2 separate regions of the Mus musculus genome follow, and region 2 is linked to region 1. The links are chromatin contacts, called in public HiChIP or PLAC-seq maps. All regions are on one chromosome and are shown on one strand. The core of a region is the stretch at or near the end of the contact, and the rest is flanking DNA. Distances in the headings are between cores, read along the strand shown. Region 1 overlaps Tcf7l2 (transcription factor 7 like 2, T cell specific, HMG box). Region 2 overlaps Tcf7l2 (transcription factor 7 like 2, T cell specific, HMG box).

What was found. HiChIP or PLAC-seq counts read pairs in DNA pulled down with a chosen protein or histone mark.
Region 2: a contact with region 1 is called in an HNF4G HiChIP or PLAC-seq map of pancreatic cancer cells. The contact joins two enhancer-like sites. A contact is called at or near these places in 21 of 484 Hi-C or Micro-C datasets (B cells, the C10 cell line, the C2C12 cell line and 15 more) and 13 of 115 datasets of contacts at active chromatin or transcription factors (cardiomyocytes, craniofacial prominence, effector CD8 T cells and 9 more).

Annotation. Positions count from the first base shown.
Region 1 is chr19:55,767,634-55,770,807 of GRCm38.p6, reverse strand. The region is part of intron 4 of Tcf7l2 (transcription factor 7 like 2, T cell specific, HMG box); the gene reads right to left. Among named protein-coding and RNA genes, the nearest start is that of Gm31734, 26 kb to the right of the region's middle. Within about 2 kb of position 1,642, at least 78 of the 459 cell types and tissues checked have an H3K27ac peak or open chromatin away from gene starts, as enhancers often do. A contact at or near this core is called in embryonic fibroblasts, pancreatic cancer cells and trophoblast stem cells, where this site is marked.
Region 2 is chr19:55,861,198-55,864,371 of GRCm38.p6, reverse strand. The region is part of intron 5 of Tcf7l2 (transcription factor 7 like 2, T cell specific, HMG box); the gene reads right to left. Among named protein-coding and RNA genes, the nearest start is that of Gm52391, 75 kb to the left of the region's middle. Within about 2 kb of position 1,626, at least 41 of the 459 cell types and tissues checked have an H3K27ac peak or open chromatin away from gene starts, as enhancers often do. A contact at or near this core is called in embryonic fibroblasts, pancreatic cancer cells and trophoblast stem cells, where this site is marked.

The DNA of each region.
Region 1 (3,174 bases), core at 393-2,892:
GTTAGACCCTGTGACAGCCTCCCACATTCCTCATGTGTCAGGCACCACATTAGACCCTGTGACAGCCTCCCACATTCCTCATGTGTCAGGCACCAGGTTAGACCCTGTGACAGCCTCCCACATTCCTCATGTGTCGGGCACCAGGTTAGACCCTGTGACAGCCTCCCACGTTCCTCATGTGTCAGGCACCAGGTTAGACCCTGTGACAGCCTCCCACGTTCCTCATGTGTCAGGCACCAGGTTAGACCCTGTGACAGACTCCCACGTTCCTCATGTGTCAGGCACCAGGTTAGACCCTGTGACAGCCTCCCACATTCCTCACGTGTTGGGCACCAGGTTAGACCCTGTGACAGCCTCCCACATTCCTCATGTGTCAGGCACTAGGTTAGACCCAAAATCTCCATGACAGCCCAGACAGACCATGGATTAAGTCCATGTCCCTCAGATGAGAGGGTAGCAACAGAGAGCAGGGCAATTCTGCCACTGGACCAACTTAAAATGTTCACCTAAATTAACACAAACATGACCAAGAATAAACAACGTCGTCGAGAGAAGGGATGGGACTGGAGATCATTCTAGGCAAAAATAGCCAGACTCAGAAAAATAAATAGAACATATATTTTCTCCTACATAGAATCCAGTGGTGTGTGTGAATGTGTGAGTGATGGGGGGGGTGGGGGTGGAGTGCAGCGAGCACATGCCTGGTGGCACATGTCTGTAACCACAGCAGGACTGGCTTGTAGAAGCAGGAGAATCAGAAATTCAAGGTCACCCTTGACTAGATAGTGAGTTCCAGGCCAGCCTGGACTACAGGAGGCCTCCATCTTCAAAGCACAAAGGCGGAAGCCCAAGAACTGTCTCAGCACATGAGTGTGCTTCCTGAGGGCATGAATTCCATCCCTAGAACTCACACAAGTGTGAAAAAATGTCTCACTACACACACACACACACACAGAGTCACACTAATAATAAAGGAATCACCTGTGGCATGCAACTAGGAGTACATTATGAAGAGGAAAGGAAAGAGCCTAAAATGGGGGATAGGAAAATCAAGAAAGGGTGATGGGGGAGGAAATATCTCACGTACATATATGGAGTCTTTCACACACACATATATGCACATGTATATGTGTGTCTATATATGTGTATGTGTATAAATATATCACACACATACACACACACACACACACACACACACACGAAGGCAAAGGGGGGGGGGGGGAGTCCAGTGCAGAAGGGGAGGGACAGGGAAGAAAATGGAGCCAGTCTGAGCAGCAGTAACTGTGAAGGAAACCTTCACTGTAAACCATATTGCTTTTACGCTAACCGGAAAGCGGAAAGTGGGGAATATTGATACTGCGATGAAGAAAACAACTCTGTTTCATCAGAAGACTCTGAAATGGAAAATAGTTAATGAGAAAAACATAACACTGCCAAAAGAGGCACCAGGAAATCGGGGGACACACAGAACAGGGAGCCTGGCGCAAAGTGAGCCTGGCTGTTTCTAGCACAGTCCTCAGACGTGAGGTGTGTAAGAGTCCAGGAAGAGGGTCTGAAAACCCCTGGAGGGAGGAGCCTGGGACACCAAGACCACACCCATCCTCAAGGGCCACTGCCCTGGGTAGCAGCCATTCAGAGCAGCCTCCTGACCACCCCAGTCCCTCAGCATCCAGACTCACGACTCATGAGCTGCGGTGAGGTGACTGGAAACCACAAACCAGAAGTCAGACCAAAAGATAAAAAACTCCACCCTCGGGGTAAAAGTAGCGATAGCAGAGCCACGAGGCCTGGAATCAAAACCATCACTGCTTTGCATGCGGCCTGTGGTTTTGAATATGTGCGATACACGTCAGATCCTGAGTTTCAGTCACACTTAAGCCATTGCCAGGTTCCCTTAGCCACTGAGCGAGCGAACAAACGCAAAATTCTAAACCAGAGGAGGACAGGAGGCACCCAACAAGAATGACTTTGTCACTTCAGTAAACAGTGTGGGGTGGTGGGGACCCCAACTCCATAACAAAAGCAAGTTATTTGACACCTAAACAATCTTTAAATGACAAAATCAGGTCACGAGGCAGCTTCCGATGAAGGCTGACCAGAAAATTTGACCCAACTGAATGAAAAGCAGCCCTACGGAAACAGATTTTCTTTTTTCCTTTTTTTTTTTTTTTTTGAGACGGGGGGGGGGAGGAGGGGTTGGGGGGAGTCCAGGGTGGGAGTAGGGAGGCAGTTCATCCCCCAAGGAAGGAGACCACCTCATCACAGAGCCTCAAGGAGGAGGATTCGAGCTGAGTAATAGCCTTCACCACAAACACCCACACGCTGGCCCTTTTCTCAGAGTGACATTTGTTGTCTGCTTTCACTCACAGCTGTGACAGCAAAGACATGTTTTAAGAAAACACAAACCAAAATAGTGTGCCTACGAACTACTGGTGATCGGCAGGCTAGCCTGCTGCCGTTAGCTTTGGGGCACTTCTCAAGCCTCTCTCTATTTTCTCTTTGGAGCAGGGATAAAGTCTGGATACATCGGCGTGTAACTGCGGCGTGTAACTGTGGCGTGTAACTGCGGCTTCCTCTGGGGATTTTGTTTCAGCATGGAGAAGCTTGAGCTACTCTGGGGATTTTGTTTCAGCATGGAGAAGCTTGAGCTACTCCAGAAGAACTGAATGCTGCCTGGCTTCAGAATAAAAAAATATATATATATATATGAGGCAGCCAGAGAGCAAGAGGAAGGACTTGGGGGGAAGGTTTGTTTTGATTTTTAGGATAAGAATCAAGTTCACGACTTGGTGACTCGAAGAACAATCCTGAACTGAGTCTTGTACATTCCATAAATCAATAAAGCCCTATGTGGGCTTCTCGAGTCACCATTTCACTCCTAGCTCTTTCCTGATAGGTATTTATATCTTGGGAGCTAATCAAAAGGATAAAGGTTCCTCTCCGTATGTGGCTGGAAGATTTCAGCCTGGCTGTGTGATACAGAAAGCAGGAAGTTAGCCAGAGAGAGAGAGAGAGAGAGAGAGAGAGAGAGAGAGAGAGAGAGAGAACACACCCTGAGGCAACTTCACTGACCCTACTGGGTCTCCAGGAAGGTGTAACTCACTCCCTTGCCTAACTCACATCTGTAGCCCACCTTCAAGAATATAAATCTGCCAATCACTTCCACAGCCAGAG
Region 2 (3,174 bases), core at 377-2,876, 94 kb before region 1:
GGGACACAATCATTGGTTTAAAAGACTACACTAATTGGCTTGTGAATATTCATGAAAACCAAAACATCATCTTCTATCTAAATCTAAGAGTTACTTTAATTTTTTTTTTTTTAAAGTCTGCATTGATGTTTGCTTTCCTGAAGATAAAAGAATGTTCTGGGCATTCTTTATTCTTGGGACTACTAATTTGAAGAGAGCTGTCACGCGGGAGCATGGAGTCGTGTGGGGTATTGACATGGCATTGAATTATTTAAAGGAAATTAACAATGCTTCCTGTCCTTGGAGAACAACATCTGTGAGAAGAGTCATTGGGCTGTGCTTGCCTCTGCTAGTCAGGGATCTTGTGCGGGGCGGGAGGCCTTCCTCAGCACCCTGAATTTGAAAAGAAAATCTATACTATAGACTGCTAATTGCTAGTAGCAATGGCAAAGTTGAGGTGATAGCTTCCCTTCCAGCAGGAGCCATAAAGAGCCCAGGAAATTACTTTCTAGGTTCAAGTTTAATGGAATAGTGTGCGTTCTCGCGTGTGACGCTGAGTCACGTGGCCTTTACGGGCCAGCTGGGCATCAAGCATTCACTTGAGCGCCAGCCCCACCCTCTTCTTGTAAAGTGGTGACTTTATGGCTCTGATTTCCCTAGCGGTGGTCAGCACGGCCAGACAGTATGGCACCTGGAATGAGAATAACCCGAGGAGAATTCAGGGATGGAGGTGGATGCGTGGGCCCTGCCCTCATGAGAGGTAAACTTTGGATGGGCGGCTTCAGTTCAGAGCTGGCTTGCTTCATACCGTCATTCTGCTCCAAGACCTACCTCCAGATACCAGGGCTCCCCAACCTTTTGTAAGGAGTGGCTGCTTTTCGTGTCCCTGAAGACTTGCGTGCTGACAGTGAAGTCTGAGGGGGTGTAGAAGTGCGGACAGGCATGGCCCTGAGTGCAGCAAGGGAGGGGGCTCTGCTGCCAGGAAGAAAGGGGGACAGGGTGAGGCTTGAGGAGAGAGGGCCGAGTCACCAAGGCATACCCAGAATTCTCCACACCTCCCTGCCATGCAGATGGGGTCCCTGAGGGACATCTCAAACGCGACTTCCTCATGCAGAGTTCCTACGATGCCCCTTCCCGCCATCCCCATCCCTAACCACACCGTTCCCCCGATGAATATGGTTGCTCCTTCTTCTAAGCAACCAGCCAGCCACTTATCTGTGCCTTCTCTCAACTTACCTTACTGAAGCTTCTATTAGGATAAACTTAACGGGGTTGCTGGTGTTTACACCTCACAGAAACATACCTATGTATGACTGCCCTCACCCTTGAGCTGTCGGGGCTCCAGTCTTAACCTCCACGCCCCCCTTGGCTCCCTTAGACTATAGCCTTCTGAGAGAAGCCACAATAGCGACTTCATGGATCATGCCGTGCACACCCCATGTGTTCTCGAAGCATGCTCAAAGGAGGTTTGCTCAACAGGTATCTGATCCCAAAAGTGTCAGGGTAAGAACTGCCTTCTCCATCCAGGCCCCTAGAAAGGGCTGAGCTGGCTACTCCTTTAATTCTCACAACCTCCACAGGAAGTAAGAGTGTTCTGCCTATTTCACAGAGGAGGAAGCTGACTCAGAGACGTTAAGGAGCATGCCCAAGGTCACACAGCTAGTAAACGGTAGAGGGACAGAATGGACTGTTTAGTCAACTCTGGCAAATGGCTGCTGTGTAGACCTACACACCTAGTCAGAGGTTCCATACAGCCCCATTAACAGGGTAGAGAATTTAGAGGGAGTATTTAGAGGTGTGAAGAACAGTTTAGAGGTTCAGAGTGGGCTACTTCAAAAGGACAAAAGACATTCCAACTTTCTCAAGCTTGGCTGTTGGTCGGCTGGTACTCCTGGGGATTGAACCCAGGGACCTGTACATGCTAAGCAAGAGCTCTGCCCCTGGGGTATATCCCCAGCATGAGAGGGAACAAGAGAAGGAAGAAGGTGACTGTATCTTTTAACAATCCTGCAAAAGATGGACTGGGTAGACTTGTCCACCCCAGATGACTATGGATAATTCTGAAAGGTAAATCAAGAAAAACAAAGGAGAGATCGAGAAGCCACAACCCTAGAGCGGCCTACATGGCCATCGGAACACCATCCTTCCCTGTGTTCTGTTGGGTATAATAACCATCCACAGGCAAACGGAGCTTCCCAGGTGACAAAGGGCAGCCAACTGCTGGAAGCTTGGGGGCCTGTCTAGGAAAGGCAGCTAAGGGCCAGCAAGGGCACTGGCTTGCTACTATGCAGTAAGTATGTGTGCATCTGGAAGTAGGACCTTCACAGTACTCACTGGTAAACAGTGAATCATAGACGTTTCAGCTGGCCTGGAGGATCAGCCCGGCTTTAGTGACAGTGCTTGCATTTAGCTTTGTCAACAGCCCTGCCCCACCTGAGTGCTGCATTCAAGGGAAGCACAAGGAACAGCACCAGTTGTTTTGGGAGGAGCCCAGCAACATGAGGGCTTACAGCTTATCTCCCCACTTTGTTGGACTAACAAAGCTACTATCACAAGAAGCAAGACTCCCAGGAGCAAGTGGCTGGGGAAGGGAGCTTGGAGCTATTCAGTGAGCAAGGGCTGCCTTTAAGTACAGTCTCTGTTACATTCTGTAGAAGCTTACTCCTTACCTATCCACTTACAGGGCCTGTACTACACCACACACAGAGAGAAACACACACACACACAGTGTGTGTGTGCATTCACATGCTTACAACCCTGGATATCTTTCCTTCCATGCTTAGGAGCTAGGGAACCTCGGAGCCAAATTTGGCAGTCACGTTCCTTCTGTTTGATGAGGGAACTGCTTTGAACTTGAAGGGCTCACCTTACCCTACTTTACCTAATAGGCTTACCCCAGCTTCTCCTTGTAAGGTCTTTAAGATATTCGTTTCTAGTATTTCCATAGAATAGAAGAACTTATAAACCCCGTAAAAATTTTAGGAGATAGACATCTTATAAAACTTTGGACATAGACATGGATATAAAGGGAAGGGAGGGTTTTGTAGGTGAGGGCCACGAAGCTCAAGCAGGCACTAAGAACGATGGAGTGGGAGCAGCAGAGTTCTGAGCTCCATAGCCTTTTCTGGGTTTCCCAGCAATAAAATCTTAAATTATTTAGGAGACACTGACCTGACTCTATGACGCTATCAGCTT